3 separate regions of the Mus musculus genome follow, and regions 1 and 2 are each linked to region 3. A link is a contact called in public HiChIP or PLAC-seq and promoter capture Hi-C data. All regions are on one chromosome and are shown on one strand. The core of a region is the stretch at or near the end of the contact, and the rest is flanking DNA. Distances in the headings are between cores, read along the strand shown.

Evidence for each region. Promoter capture Hi-C pulls out the DNA fragments that hold promoters and counts their contacts. HiChIP or PLAC-seq counts read pairs in DNA pulled down with a chosen protein or histone mark.
Region 1: a contact with region 3 is called in an H3K4me3 HiChIP or PLAC-seq map of embryonic stem cells, with 20 read pairs. The contact joins the promoter of Prss56 here to the promoter of Ngef in region 3. A contact is called at or near these places in 1 of 15 datasets of contacts at CTCF or cohesin (embryonic stem cells), 1 of 484 Hi-C or Micro-C datasets (embryonic stem cells), 5 of 115 datasets of contacts at active chromatin or transcription factors (embryonic stem cells, pancreatic cancer cells and stem cell-derived neural progenitor cells) and 1 of 9 other capture datasets (embryonic stem cells).
Region 2: a contact with region 3 is called in a promoter capture Hi-C map of embryonic stem cells. The contact joins the promoter of Ecel1 here to the promoter of Ngef in region 3. A contact is called at or near these places in 2 of 39 promoter capture datasets (both in embryonic stem cells), 1 of 484 Hi-C or Micro-C datasets (embryonic stem cells), 2 of 115 datasets of contacts at active chromatin or transcription factors (both in embryonic stem cells) and 1 of 9 other capture datasets (embryonic stem cells).

Annotation. Positions count from the first base shown.
Region 1 is chr1:87,180,783-87,185,414 of GRCm38.p6, forward strand. It overlaps Prss56 (protease, serine 56), which reads left to right and starts at 2,532. Exons shown (of 13, transcript NM_027084.2): 1 at 2,532-2,816; 2 at 3,373-3,480; 3 at 3,821-3,874; 4 at 3,971-4,160; 5 at 4,542-4,632. The coding sequence starts at 2,711.
Region 2 is chr1:87,152,692-87,157,527 of GRCm38.p6, forward strand. It overlaps Ecel1 (endothelin converting enzyme-like 1), which reads right to left and starts at 3,445. Exons shown (of 18, transcript NM_001277925.1): 1 at 3,329-3,445; 2 at 1,513-2,397; 3 at 827-895; 4 at 610-720; 5 at 429-521; 6 at 128-252. The coding sequence starts at 2,298. All of the region lies in intron 3 of Gm33292 (a long non-coding RNA gene), which reads left to right.
Region 3 is chr1:87,508,345-87,513,075 of GRCm38.p6, forward strand. Ngef (neuronal guanine nucleotide exchange factor) reads right to left here and starts at 2,018. Exons shown (of 13, transcript NM_019867.2): 1 at 1,749-2,018; 2 at 901-1,043. The coding sequence starts at 1,855.

The DNA of each region.
Region 1 (4,632 bases), core at 1,282-3,781, 330 kb before region 3:
AGCCCTGGCTGCTGCCAGGAACCTGTCCCCTACTTTTCTCCTTCCTCCCTGTGTTTCTGGAAGTCTTGTCATTCTGGAGTCTGCATCCCTTCAATTCCTGCATCCTCTGGCCTCTGTCTCTATGTCACGTTGGACTGAGCAACCAAACTTCTTTACTGTTGCATAGCCCAAATCAAGTCACATTCTGAGGTAAGGGGGTTGAAACTCCAGCATATCTTTTGGGGGGGATGATTTGGGCTCCAACAGGAAGTGACTCACGAAAGCTCACTCAGGAGTACAGTCAGCCTCACGGGCCTGTCTGAGTCACAGCTGAATGGCCTCTCATCCCACAGAGGCTCTGATGTCAGGCTCCTCTCAAATTCCATTGCATCAAACATCGGCTCACAGCCACCCCTGTGCCCATTGGGCCGGCTGATGCTGATGCAGAGATGCTGTCCTCAAAGACAGCCTGGGGGTTTCTTAAGCCATCCTCCTGTTCCTCTCTGCTCCTTCTCCTAAAAGAGCATGGAGATCAAGGGACATGTCACTTGTCTCTTTGTCACTGTGTATTTCCTGGCTGGCTTGAAACTCATTGTATAGACCAGGTTGGCCCCAAACTCACTATGTAGACCAGGTTGGCCCCAAACTCACCAGAATCATCCTGCCTCTGCTGATTTAAGTTTAAGTAGAAGGTAGATGGCTCATGACTGAGCCAGGATCAAATGCGTGAAACACTTCACAGTGAGGAGACTGTGGTGCAGTGAGTAACGGATCCTCTGTGACTATGTGGAGGCCTAAGTGAGGGAGGGAAGGGAGGGAGGGGGACACCCCCCCCCCTGCACACACACACACACAGAGCTCATCCAGAGCATACCTATAAAGAGGCTACATCATTGGATTCTGGGGGAGGGGGCATTGTGTCCCCTTTCACTCCTCCCATCCCTCCCACACCCCCAACCCTTCTTCCTCACCTGAACTCACAGATACCTCCTGAGAACCCACTAAGGCTTTCTAGATATATTGAAGAAACCCCCAAGGTTCCCTGCCACACCCCGTCTCTCTTCCTCCTTTCAAAGTGGAAGTACAGAGCCCAAGGGCTTGTCTCTGCCTTTGGGAGGGGTGAAGGAGACCTACGGCCCTCCATTAGGCTCCATTGAGACTCTTAAAACAAAAAGACCACCTTACCCCTGGGAATTAAAATTGCCCAGGAATCTGATCCTGGGGGAAAAGAAAGATTGCTCTGATGCCAGCCAAAGGAAGAGATTCCACATGCTCCCAACAACTTGTAGGATCCCAGGAGTCGAGACAAGGATGGGGTGGGGTGGGGTGGGGGTCTTCTCAACTTGTAGGAGCCAGATCTGAAACAGTGTGCTTTTCCATGCCCTGCCCTTTGCTGTGTGGGTGAGAGAAGGGTCTACTCCCTTCCTGCCATCAGACTGGACTCAAAGCCTGACACATGCCAAGAAGGCAGAGTGAGGACAGACAGTTCTATGCTGGCCACTCCGGCCTGGCCAGGCTTCAGCAGGCATACAGGAGCCATACCTCTCTGCTAGAAACTTGGAGAGCACATAGGATTTACCTATGATATGCAGAGATAACTCCAATCCCTAGTGTCATTGAATTGACACAACAATCTATACCTACCGTTCTCTCTACCTTCCTGGTGGTGGGAGACAGGCTACGTGCTGTGATAAGCAGTCCCTTTGAAGAGAACACATCCCCTAGCCACAGTGTGTCCCAATTCCTGTACTTAAACCCTTAACCAACATGTCCCTGCTGCCAGCACAAATCAAGGTGCCAAGGGTAGTTTTGTTTTGTTTGTACCCAAAGGCTCGGCCCTACCCCAGGTGGTGACTGGATATCAGGACAGTTGCCTGTTTATGACCTTCTCTCAAGAGTCCCTCCTGCCAGATCAGGGTCACAGCAACTGAAAACAAAGCTGGACACACTGAGTGGGCAGGGACAGGGGTCCTGCTGGATCCTGCGCTCCCCAAACTGGGCCACAGTGGGGCCTTTCATCTCCCGCTTGCTTTTGCCTCTTCCCACCCCGCTACCCCAGTGCAGCAATTATGGCGCAAATTAGAATGCTTTGATCATCTTTAGAAAGGGCCACACGGAGGAGGGACACTGCCAAGCAATTAGGGGCAGAGGGGCTGGAAGTTCAATGGCTTGCTTAGGGGGTGAGACTGCCCAGGACACCCACCCCTATCCCTAGCTCTCCTCCCTCCAAAAGTGCCTGTCCCAGCAGAGCAGTGGACTCCCCAGGGTGGCAGAAACAGATGGGGATCCCCCCTCCCAGCCCCTGCCCACCAGTCTCCCTCTGCCTGGCCCCCAGCCCAACGGTCAGTTCTCCAGCCCCATCTCAGCCCCTTTGAAGCAACCGCAGGAACAAGGGCCGCTTTCACAGAAGTGGGGAGACGCAGAGTGGGACGATGAGACTTCAAAGGTGAGGGTCCAGCCCACTACCTCATTCCCTCCCCCAGTCCTGGCTGCCCTCCCACGCACACACACCCCTCTGTCCTCTATATAGCTCCAGGGCATCGTTTCCCTGAGGGCTCCCAGGAGGTGAGGGCCAGGTGAGGTGCGGACCATTAGAAGTGAGTAGTTTAGTGTAAGACAACGGGATCAGATGGTTTGAGGGACACAAAGTCTGTGGGCAGGAAGAATCACAGGAGAGGGTAGAGTCCAGGAATAAAGAGGACAGGGTCTCCCGCCTTGGCCCCAGGTCACCATGCCGCTGGCTATGTTGTTGCTGCTGCTGCTGCTACTGTCCCCAGACTCCCAAACTGCCCATGGGCATCCACTGTACACGCGCCTGTCCCCCGGCGCCCTGCAAGGTGAGCCGGGCTGGTCCGAGGGAACCACGGGAGGTGGGAGGGGCATAGGGAAAGTGAGGTCAAGGGAGGACAAGGGAAATGAGCTTATCTCTCACACTTAGGAGGGCCTGTGGTCCTTCTGCCCACCTTCTGCTGGAAGGAGGAGCCTGGAACTGGGATATAGGAAGGGAGGGTAGACAGCCTCACCCAGGAAGCAGAGACAGCAACACTGCCAAGGGGTTCCAGAGATAACGGTGTTAGAAGACCCGGGGCAGCATGCCTTGGGCCCAAAGATGGATACCTTAACCATATTACCTGGATGTCGGTGGGCAGTGGTTTTCCTCTGAAATCTTTAAGAAAGGAGCTTTTCAGAGATTCCTTCCCAATTGTAGCACCATCTGCCCTGAGGGCTGGCCCTTGGGGCCTGACCTCTCTCCCCATCTCTACATCCCTGGTAGTCTAAGAGTTCACCACGCTTCTCTGGGACTCCCCAGACAAGGTTCAGGAAGACTTAGACTGAGTGGGGCTCTCTGCCAAGGGAATGTGACTTTGTGTCCCATGTCCCTCCCCCTCCCAGTTTTATCTGCCCAGGGGACTCAGGCATTGCAGGCTGCCCAGAGGAGTGCCCAGTGGGCCATAAAGCGCGTGTTGATGGAGATCCAGCACAGACTACATGAATGCCAAGGTTGTACCAGAAGTGCTACCCCACCCAGCAGACTCACATTGGTACAGGGGACTCCTCCTTTTGTCCATGTCCAGCCCTTATTTTTAGGTTCCATCGTCCTTGGGGTCAGATTCTTTTTGAAGGTCCAAGTGGAAGGGGTATGCCAAACTTGAGACACAGCAGGGAGGAGGGGAGAGTGTGGGCTCAGGTGGTCACAGTTCATGGCTGCTCAAATAGTTCCATGTGCTAGAAGGCGGGCCAAGTGGAGAGTGGTTGAAAGATGAGGCCCAGCCCCCCCCCCCAATAAAGCGAAAGATCCGCAAGAGGGCGCAGCGAGGCTCAAAGGATTGTTTCTCAGTAGGACCTGGACGCCCTAGACCTCAAGCCCCCCTCCTCCAGGACCCACCGGAGCCAGGTGAAACTAAAAGACTCCAAGGGCTGAAAGCGAGGTGGGCCTCAACGTGAAGATAACTAAAACTTTTGCTTCATGACGCCGTTTCTGCCATTCTAGTACAATGTGGAGAAAGACATCAAGGCGTTGCCAACACGACCCGGGCTCACGGCCGCATAGTCGGTGGCAGCACGGCTCCCTCGGGGGCCTGGCCTTGGCTAGTGAGGCTGCAACTTGGAGGGTTGCCTCTGTGCGGGGGTGTCCTGGTAGCAGCATCCTGGGTGCTCACGGCTGCACATTGCTTCGCCGGGTACGTCGTCGAGATTCCAGGCACCTGCTCAGCAGGGCCACCCAATCCGATGGGAGTCTAAGCACCCATGGGCCAAAGCAGAGCAGAGCAGGTCTCTGCTGCCCCCTAGCGGAAGCTAGCTCCCAACCTCGGGCCTTAAAATGCCGGTTGCGGGTGGGGGTGGGGGTGGGGGTGAGGGATCCCAGGGTAGGAGAACATCACACTGAATTTTCCCACTGCAGGGAATCTGCACCTTCCCGGTCTCCCTCTCTTTCCCTTGGGTCACAACAGCCACACTTACAGGCTCACTGGATGGTGTGGGTGCATGAGGGTCTGGGCCTCTGAGGGGGCCTCACGCCACCCTCTGTCCCTGATTGGTGTCACCCACTACTTGCGCTGCAGTGCCTCGAATGAGCTTCTGTGGACTGTGATGCTCGCCGAGGGGCCTCAGGGGGAGCAAGCGGAAGAAGTGCAGGTGAACCGCATCTTGCCC
Region 2 (4,836 bases), core at 2,195-4,694, 350 kb before region 3:
CCCACCTGCCTTCTGCTGTGTGGCTTCAGCAGAGACAGGGATTACAAAGGTCAACAAGTGGACAGCTCTAGGGTGCTGATGGAGGAGCAGCAGGGGACAGGGAGCGTTAGAGCATCTGCAGCCTCACCTTCGAGGTGTGGAGCGGATGAGCTGGGACACCTGCTGCATGTAGTCTGTGGCCAGCAGCACCACCTCCTCCTCCTCCGAGAAGTCTTCCTGGAAGATCTGATCCAGCAGCCACTTCCACTGCAACTGTGGAGCCAAGGGCAGGGAAGCAACAGGAGACAACAAAGGGGTCCAAAAGGAGACAACAAAGGCACGTCGGCATTGAGGGGCATGGAAGACCTCGGTCATACCTAAAGATGGTCAACTTGCAGTCCCTGCGCCGCCCCCATCATCACCCATTCACCAGGTCTGAGAACACTCACATGGGGGATGATCTTCTGCAGCTGCCCCAGAGTCACTTTGTTGTACGCGGAGCTGACATCACGACGGAGATCATCATATTCTGACACAGAGATCTGGAGTGGAGACCAGATAGACACAGGCCTGACCTATGTTCCCCGGCCTTTGTCAGGGTCCTGGAGGCTCCCAGCCCCTCCTGCTCACATTGGCCAGCCTCTGTTCCAGCTGAAGGATTTCCTGCGCCTTCTGCTCCACAGCGTCCGCTCCCAGTAGTCTGAGTAGACGCTGCATGAACACCCTGTATGCAGCCAAGATCTGCACCAGGACACGTGCTCCTGTTATGGGGAGGGAGACACCTACCCCCGCGACCCTCCTTCTGGGGCTCTTTCCTTCCCAGAAGCCCCAGCCTCTGCCTAGGCACCTTCTCACTCTCCTCGTCTTGAGCTAGGTACAGGGTTCTCTCTGGCAGGGTGAGCCCATCCTGGTCAATCTGGGGAGGAAAACAGGGACCCCTGGTCAGAAGTGCACGGCCAGTTTTCCAGCGTTCCCTCTCAAATGTCAAAGAAGAGAAGACAGGACGAGTCAAATACGGATCTGTTGTCACAAGCTCCGGGATCATGAAAACCAACCCCTCTCTCAATCCAGAGAAGTTAGCCAAACCCCATTACTCTTAGTTCAGCCTGAAGATGCCCTGGAGAACCCGCCTTTCACTCCTTCCCCAACCGCCTTCACTTTCCCCACCTGTAGGGACACCGTGGGGCGCTATACTGGGAGTTGGGACCTCTGGAATTCTTAGCCAACCCCAGCCTTTCAGGGCGATCGCCTGCGGGCTCCCACTCCCCGAACCCCACCTGCCTGAGGGCTGGGAATTGCGGCTCCCGCAGCTCAGCTAAACACAGCAATTACTCCAGGGAAATTACTTGCGCCCTCCTCCCGCGCTCTGCCCCTGCGCGCGCCCCGCTCCTCCCTGATCCCCTAGCTGTCCGAACCCGTATCCTTCGGACGCGGGATGGAGCAGGGGGCACGCCGGGCCAAGGATGCGGGAGGTCTCAGGTGGGGTGCGAGGATTGTCGTGGGGCGGAAAGGCGGAGGGGGGGGGACACTCACGCGGATGACGTAGCGCGAGGAGTTCCTGTCGTCCAGGCTGACTGTAAGCGAGAAGAGCGCGGCCGCGCTGTACACACCCTGTGCCTTGTACAGCAGTCGGTTGAGGTCCCAGCGAGCCGCCCCGGGGCGATCGGCCGCGCCGCCCAGGTCCCAGCCGCCGCAGTCCTCGATGACCTCGAGCATGGGCCGCGGCCCGAGCCTCTCGATCTCGCGCATGTCGAGGCACGAGCGGAAGAAGGCGCGCACCTTGCGCTGCGCAGCGCCGCCGGGGCCTCCGGTGGGTCTCGCCAGCAGGCGCCGCAGACGCTCCTCGTTCTGCTCTCCGATGGCCGCGATCGTGCCGTAGGTGAGCTTGTCGTCGGGGATAGCGTGGCGCCGCAGCCAGCCTCCGCACGCGAACGAGTAGAAGTCCTGGCACGGGTCGATGCTGGCGTCCAGGTTGGCAGACAGAAAGCGGGCGGCGCGTGCAAAGGCCTTGCGCTCGGGGCAGCCCTCGGGACAGGCTCCGCCACCGCCCGCCGCTCCCGGGCCCAGGTATTTGAGCGCCAGCATGGCCGCCAGGATGGCGCAGAGGCCGGCAGCAAACACCAACCCCGACAGCAGGCACACCTCGCGTCGATTCCAGCGGGGCAGCCCAGACCTGGACCCGCTAGCACTGCGCCCTGAGCCCCTCGGGAAGCCTGGAGGCAGTGAGGTCCCTCGAGCGCCCCCGGTGCCACACCGGCTCACATACTTGACTTCCTGGAACTCGTCGTAGTGCGCTGTCATGGAATACGGGGCCTCCATTGTGCCGAGGCTTTGGCTGCAGACCCCTTGTTTGGTCGATTATAGGCTGCTTCTGTCTGCGGGCTTTCTGGTCGGAGCCCACATGGCCCTCGGTCGCAGCTGTAGGAAGGGAACATTAGCAGGCTCAGAGAGGCCCTGGAAAGTGAGGGGACCCAGAAAACAAAGGGTGGGAGTTAGTTTAAGAAGATGGAGGCCACCTGTGATCCACAACCAAGGATCCCACTTCACTCCGTCAACCAAGAAAGAAGGGTTCAGTTGCCAGCAGCTCTTACTGGAATAGTAGCCTTTAACCTGCCTACCCAGGTCTCCACAAGCTCACCACAGAGTAAGGATGCTCGGACACAAAACCAAAGAGCACCGGGCACAAAGTGGGGGCTTCACTGACAACCTGTTTCCCTTGTCTTTGCCTTTCTTGCCCATCATCCTCTCCAGACAAGCCAGGTGGGGGAGGGGGAAGCAGAGGCCGGAGAAAGGAGGTGTGGTCAGGGGCGCCTCTCTGCGGACCCTGAAGCCTCCTTCAGTTCTCCGAACTAAAAGCGACCAGACACCCAAACTTCGTCCTCGGGGAAGTCTGCAGGACCACTCTCAAGCCACCCTCTGGCTGTTTCTCTTCAATGGCTCCAAAGCCCACAAGTCCCTTCCCCAAGCAGCAGCCCTCTCCATTCCCCATCTTTCCCCCACCCGACTCCCCAACCCCGACGGCCCAGATGGAAAACCAGAGACTGGTTTCATCATTTGCCACCCATCAACGCCCCGGGCCATCCCTGTCGTCAACAGGTTCTCCCCAGAATCCAAAGTTGGGAGAAGTTTCACCCCCTTTGCTGCGCCAGCCCTGAGCTCAATCTCTTGCGTCGCGCGGCGCAGTCAGCGGAGCTTGAGAGCCGAGTCCTGGAGTCGCAGCCGCAGCCGCAGCTGGAGCCAGAGCCGGGAGGACAGAGACAAAGCCGAGAAGCTCGGCTCGGCAGCCGCGGTGGCCTCGGAGGTGGCTGTGATGATGTCCTCGGAGGCGGCGGGCCCGAATGACACTTACCCGGCAGGTGCGCGTCTGGGCCGGGCGAGGACCGAGGGAGGGGTCGGGAGCAAATCCCGGCCTCAGCCGGAGAGGAGCTGGGCTGGCTGCGGCTCTCTTCGTGCGCCCGCCGCCTCTGCCGCCGCGCCGCGCCGCCCGCCAGCCCCGAAGGAGGGGGCGCGCCGGCGGCTCCACCCTCCTTCTCCCGCCCCCTGCACCCCTCCTTCTCTCTGCTTCCCTCTGGGCTACCTGTCAGCTCCAGCAGTGCGGAGGTGGGGATGGCGACCGCGGAGATAACGCTCCTGAGAGTGATGCACCAGCTTCTGGCTCCAGGACTCCGGAGTCCAGATCTGTCCCGGGAGGAGGAAGCACGGTCCCTTCTGATGAGCCACTTGGAGCCACCTACCAGTCTGCGGTAAAGGGACTGAAGCTGGAGATCTGGAGGCCAGAGGGAAGTCTGGGCCGAGCCCACAGAAGCTCAGCCCAGGGAGGACTCCAATGGGCAGGTGAAGAGCCTGTATCTGGACCAGCACTCTGCCAGGCGCCATCAGCACCAAGACTTCTTTGTCCTTTTAACTCCTGCTTGCCCCATCTGGGTTCTGGTTGGTACAAGACCCTTTACCTAGCTCTCCTGGGGAGGTTGCAAGTAGAGGCTGAGGCTGTGGCCTCCTCAACCTTAGGTTTTCCTGACATCATTGGCAGGAAGTCCCAGACCCACATAGAAAGGCCTAGAAAAGGATGGTAGGGTGGGGAGAGGGAGGAATCTTGCTCCACTTCCCTCACGGGACTACACAGGGTGAGTTTGTCCAGTCTTCCACCCATTCCGGTTGGCTGAACTAGCTTTTTAAATGTTGGGGACCTCGCTCCTTCCAAGAGACAGAATCATCTTTACCTCTCCACTGTACCCACAAGGTGAAGCCCACACGTGACAGAGACCTGGGAGCTTTCTGAAGGACTGCTACTGTTTCAGGAATCTGCTTTCTCTGCCTCGACTTACCCATCTCTTCTGGTATCCCCAGCAAAGGACCACACAGCCCCAGCAATCCCAACCTTGTGGCTCCAGCCTGCAGCCCTGGCCTAAGCAATGTTTCAGACATTGGTGAAGACCGATGTGATAGAACCCATGTTGAGGTGGGACTGCGGAGAGCGACCACCATCCCGTCGCCATCCCCTCCGGATGTTCTTCATCGTCAGCTACCCAGTCACTAGCCTTTAGTGGCCACCTCTACCACTTTCCTGCCTGTCCAGTCTGTCCATTTCTAAGTCCCACTCACAGGACTGTCTTTCATTCTGACCATCCTAAGGTCCTCTCCTGCCCCATGCATTCTTCTCAGGTCCAATTAATTCTACTGAGGAGCGATGGAATTACGCAAAAATGCCGTGTTTCCGTGAGGGGGGAGGGGAGGGCAGGGCGGTGGCAGAGTGGCTCTTTGTGCTTTTAATCTGCATTTTCCCCTCAACATTCCATCTCCTGGAGGATAATTTTCCAGCCTTTTCAGGCCCTGATTGGTATCATTTCTCCGGCAATG
Region 3 (4,731 bases), core at 768-3,267:
ATCATTACGCGTCATATTTTTAAAATCTAAAATTTGTATTTAAAAGAATAGATTGCTGATGGCTTTGAGAACATCCCAGAATATTTTCAAAGCAGCTAGCATCGTTCCTGGATTAACAAGAACCGGTCACAGGTGGCCCTGGGGATAACAGGAGGAACAGTTTGATGTCAGGAGCAGTTTAGAAGTACAAATGCCTCAAACCTCCAACAGCTCACAGAACTTCCTCTCAGCTCTGGAGGAGCAGGACCCGCTAAGTGCCGTTCCCTAGGACCATCCTGGCAGCCTTTTGGAAGAGTCTTCTGGGTGGGGGGCAGGGGGCAGGAGGGGGGACGCAGAATGTACTCGGGCCTCTTTTGCTTCTACTCATGTGTTCAGGGCCAGCCTTGCTCTACCCAGAGCTTCCCAGTACAGCTTTAATTCCTTGGCTACCTTCCAGGTCCTCCTAGGACCTCCCTGTTGAGGTCAAGGAAGACTTCATTCTCTCTCTCCAGCTACTCCATTCTGGAAACAACGTTTTCTACAGGAAAGGGCTGGACCAAGAGTGTTCTCCAAGAGACATCAAGATCAATACCCACTGCTAAAGCCCAGCATAGAGTCTCAAGCTCATAACCCTGGAACTCAAGTTCTCAGGCAGGAGGTGAGGTCCAGGCTAGCCTGGGCTACTGAGTAAATTCCAGGCCAGCCAGGGTTGCAGTGTGAGACTCAGTCTCACAAACACACCACAATCCCAGCTAAATTAGCTCAGTGGTGCAGCACTAATAAAACTCGGCAGTTCTGCCTAGGAAACCATTAGAACTAGTCATGTCAAAAGCCGCATGCCAGTCAGCCCAGCAGCCAGGGTCCCCTGGAAGCCACCAGGCTCTCATGGTCCAAACGAGTCGCTGCCTGCCCTGGACCCACCTATTTGTTCAATGAGGTTTCTCCAGGAGTCGGCGGGAATGGGATGGATCATCTGCAGGGCCTCCGTGAGAGTGGTGGGGCTGTCGGTGAGGGCTGGGCACTCCTCGGGTGTGGTTCCATTTCCAGGGGTGGAGGATGACTCGCTGCAAGAGAAGGAGGAGAGCGACGGCTGTTTATTTTTAAGCAACGACACACCTTGGCTAGATCGCAAGAGGCGACTGTCGGTCAGCACAAGCGGCTGCTGCCTGGAGGGTACTGCCCCTAAGAGCTTCCAAGCCAAGGGGGGCCACAGTGGCCGCCACGTGTCCGGACCGGGCGAGCCCGACAAACCCTTTTTGTCACCATACCAGGGCGCGACGGGGTGATTCACTCCTACACCAGTCCGCCCAAACCTTCATGTTTTTCGAGCTCGCGGACAGGCGTCGGAAAGTTGGCGTACCCTAGCCGCTGCACAGCGCGGAAGGCCGCCCCAACGGGTCCTGCCAGCCCGCTGCCACCCCACTCCCTTAGCCGTCCCGTGCCCCCTGGCCCCACTCGAGGCTCTGTCCTCCAGTTCCAGAGACTGGGAGCGCAGAGAGGGGCGAAGGGCGGGACGCGCACACTCTGGGCGTCCAGGGACAAGGTGCAGGAGGCCATCCCACGCTGGGACTGGGTGCTAGTGACCTGGAACAGGACGCACGGCTCTCCCAGGGGGAAGGTCCGTCGGATTAGAGTTAGTGGGGGGCAGCAGGAGCCCGGGGGCCGAGGACCCGGATAGGCCGCAGGGGTCCGAGATCATCGCCTAGGGAGCGAGTGTGAGGGAGTACGTGGGGACATTGCGCGGGGGCCGGGATACAGCGGGTCCTCACCTGCCCGGCAGGTGTCCCGCCGCCGAGTCGCGCGTGTCGCTCTCCGAGGTGGAGCTGTCGTGGTCCACGGCGCAGGCGGCGCTGAAGGCTGCAGCCAGCAGCTCCATGGGGACCAGCGACCGGGTAGGCTCAGGGGCTGGTGGGGAGCCGCGCGGGGGGCCCAGGGCCCAGCCGGGGGCAATGCGCGGGCTCTGAGTGAGGTCGCAGCGCGCGCGGCTCAAGCCGGAGCTGCCGCCGCCGCTGCTGTAGAGCGCTCCCGCGGACGAGCGCGCGCCTGGAGGCTCCCGGGGTTGCCACGGCAACGGGGGAGGCGGGCGGGGCGCGCGCGGCGGGGGCGAGGCCGGCGGCGGCGAGGTGGGGGCGCTAGGGCCGGGTGCACCCGGACCAGGGGGCGGTGACTCCCCACATGGACCGGAGCCGCGCAGCGCCTGCCTCCCCCGCGGCCGCCGGGTGCCGGGAGACGCGGGGACAGAGGGAACAGAGCTGCCTCAGCCTATCTCCCCTCTTGCCAGTGGGTCGTTTTTCATAGCTCCGCCCCGGGTTTCTTGAAGGGGAGGGCGAGGCGACCCTCTGTCCCATCCCTTGCCCATTACAATTCAGTCTCCTAGATCATGCTTTGGGAATATATGCCCTCTACTCCCAGTTGGAGAGAAAACAGTTATTTCTCCTGCACTCTTGCTCTTGACTCTCAGGTGTGTGTGTGTGTGTGTGTGTGTGTGTGTGTGTGTGTGTGTGTGTGTGTGTGTGTGAAACCCCCCCACCACCACCACCACTGCAGACGTTTTTCCTGAGTGGGTCTTTCTGCTGGACCAAATCTTTCCCAGCGACCCCCAAACGCTGCCAGGAGGGAGTTAAGGAGAAGTTTCCAGAAACTGCAGTAGGATTTCCCTACCCACAAGTAGATCTGCACCCTACTGTTTGTTAGCTAGTACAGCGCTCAGATAAAACGAGAGGATAAGGAGAGAAATATCTCAAGTCAAGAGTAGTGTGGCCAGTTCTGTAGGTACCTGAGGGTGAGGGTGGGACACAGTGTTCCCCAGCATGGCCCCCTCCACACTCCACCTGTGGGCATTGGTTATAAGGAACCTGTTCCTGGGGGTTTGAGGCAGCTGTGTTTATTGGTTTTTCTGGTATATGAGTATTTTGCCTGCATGTATGTATGTGACCAATGTGTTTGACTGGTACCTTTCAAAATCAGAAAAGAGCGTTGGATCCCTGGAACCGGAATTATGGAATTATTGGAGTTACATGGTTGTGAGCCACCATGTGTGTGCTGGCAACTGAACCTGGGTTCTCTGCTAGAGCAACATGTGTTCTTAACACCTGAGTTGTTGCTCCAGCCTCAAGTGTTGCTTGTTCTTGGATGAGTAGGTGGGAGGCACAGCGGCTGGGACTCAAGAGAAACAGCGATGGCTTTGGGAAGGGAGGGTTGTTTTATTTGGAAGGGGCAATGGTTAGTTTAATTGCCATATGACACAGCCTAGCAAGCAACCACAGAAGAGAGTCTGAAGGAGGGCTTGTCTACATCAGTCATGTCTGTGGGGAATTGTCTTGACTAGGTTAATTGAGGTGGGAAAACCCAGTCTACCTTTGACTGTGCCATTCCCATAAACGGTGTTAGACAGAAAACCAAACCAAACCAAACCTGAGCTAAGTGGTGTAAGCATGCATATGCTCCTGTCTCTTTTCTTGATTGTGGATGTGTTGTGACTGGCTGCTTCAAGTCCCTGCCTTGACTTGAGCTAAAATAAACCCTTTCTCTCCTAAATTACTTTTGGTCTGGGTGTTCTGTCACAGCGACAGATAAGAAAGCAAAGCAGGAGGGATCTGTCATCCCCAGGTTGCAGGAGCTGACATAATCCCCCATCTCTCCCTGACTCAATGTGAGGAGAGGATTAGAGATGGCAGAGAGCCCTCTGAATCTGGACATTGAAACTCACCCGTGCTTTCCTGAGGCACAGTTCTCTCAAGGCCTTATGGGAGTTGAAATACAAGCCTCCCACCCCCTGGGTCTTTTTCCCAAGCCCTGCCTTTGTGATTCCTCCTGGGTGTGACTCCACTCAACGCCTTCCCTTTACAACTCTGGTCCATAGCCATCCTCATCACTACCATCCCGGGCTCTGCTCTGGCTGCCATGAGGACCTATCAGAGATGGGTAGTCTTCCGCACAACTGGAGCCTACCTTAGTACCGTCTGAGGTGTGGCTGGGTGAGCTCTGGTATGGCAGACTATTGATTTCTCATTGCCTTCTGCCAGAAAGGGAGGGAGGGTGTTCTTTAGGATTTTCTAATCTCATTTGTGAGGAATTCACCCTCATGTTGTAGAAGCTTCCCAAAGGCCTCATGTCCTAATAGTGTCATATTGGGGGGCACTCATGTCCTAATAACGTCATATTGGGGAGGGGGTACTTGTTTCAACATGTGAATTTTGGGAATACAAGCATTCAACCCATAATATTCTCCCATTGGAGCTCCTCCCGCAACCTAAATTTATTTCTGGACACTCAGACTACACTTCATAATCCAAACAACACAGTAGTTAACCATTCCCAGCATCAACCTTAAAGTGTTATCTACATCAAGTATTGTGGGGAGCATAATTCAGTGGTGTAGTGCAAGGCCCTGAGTTGGATGCCTGTTCCTGGGGAAAAAGAAAAGCCAACAATAAAGAGTTAACTATGGTTAAGATTCAAGGTCTGGCTTATCCTCAGGTAACATTTCTCATCTGAAACCAAACATGATGTGACCTCTAACTATAGTACTGGGATAAGTGGGAATCAGTGCCCTAGTTACAGAAGGGAAGAAAGAGGTGACATGTCAGAGTCCTAGTATGATGCTAACAAAGTTTCCAGAAACAAAGAAGATTCACCATGAATGTGGGGAATACCATCAATGGGCCAAGGTCCCAGGTTTAATGAAAAGGAGAGAGTTAGTTGAGCCGTTTCGTTCATCTCTGTACTTCCTGGTTGTGATGCAATGTAGCC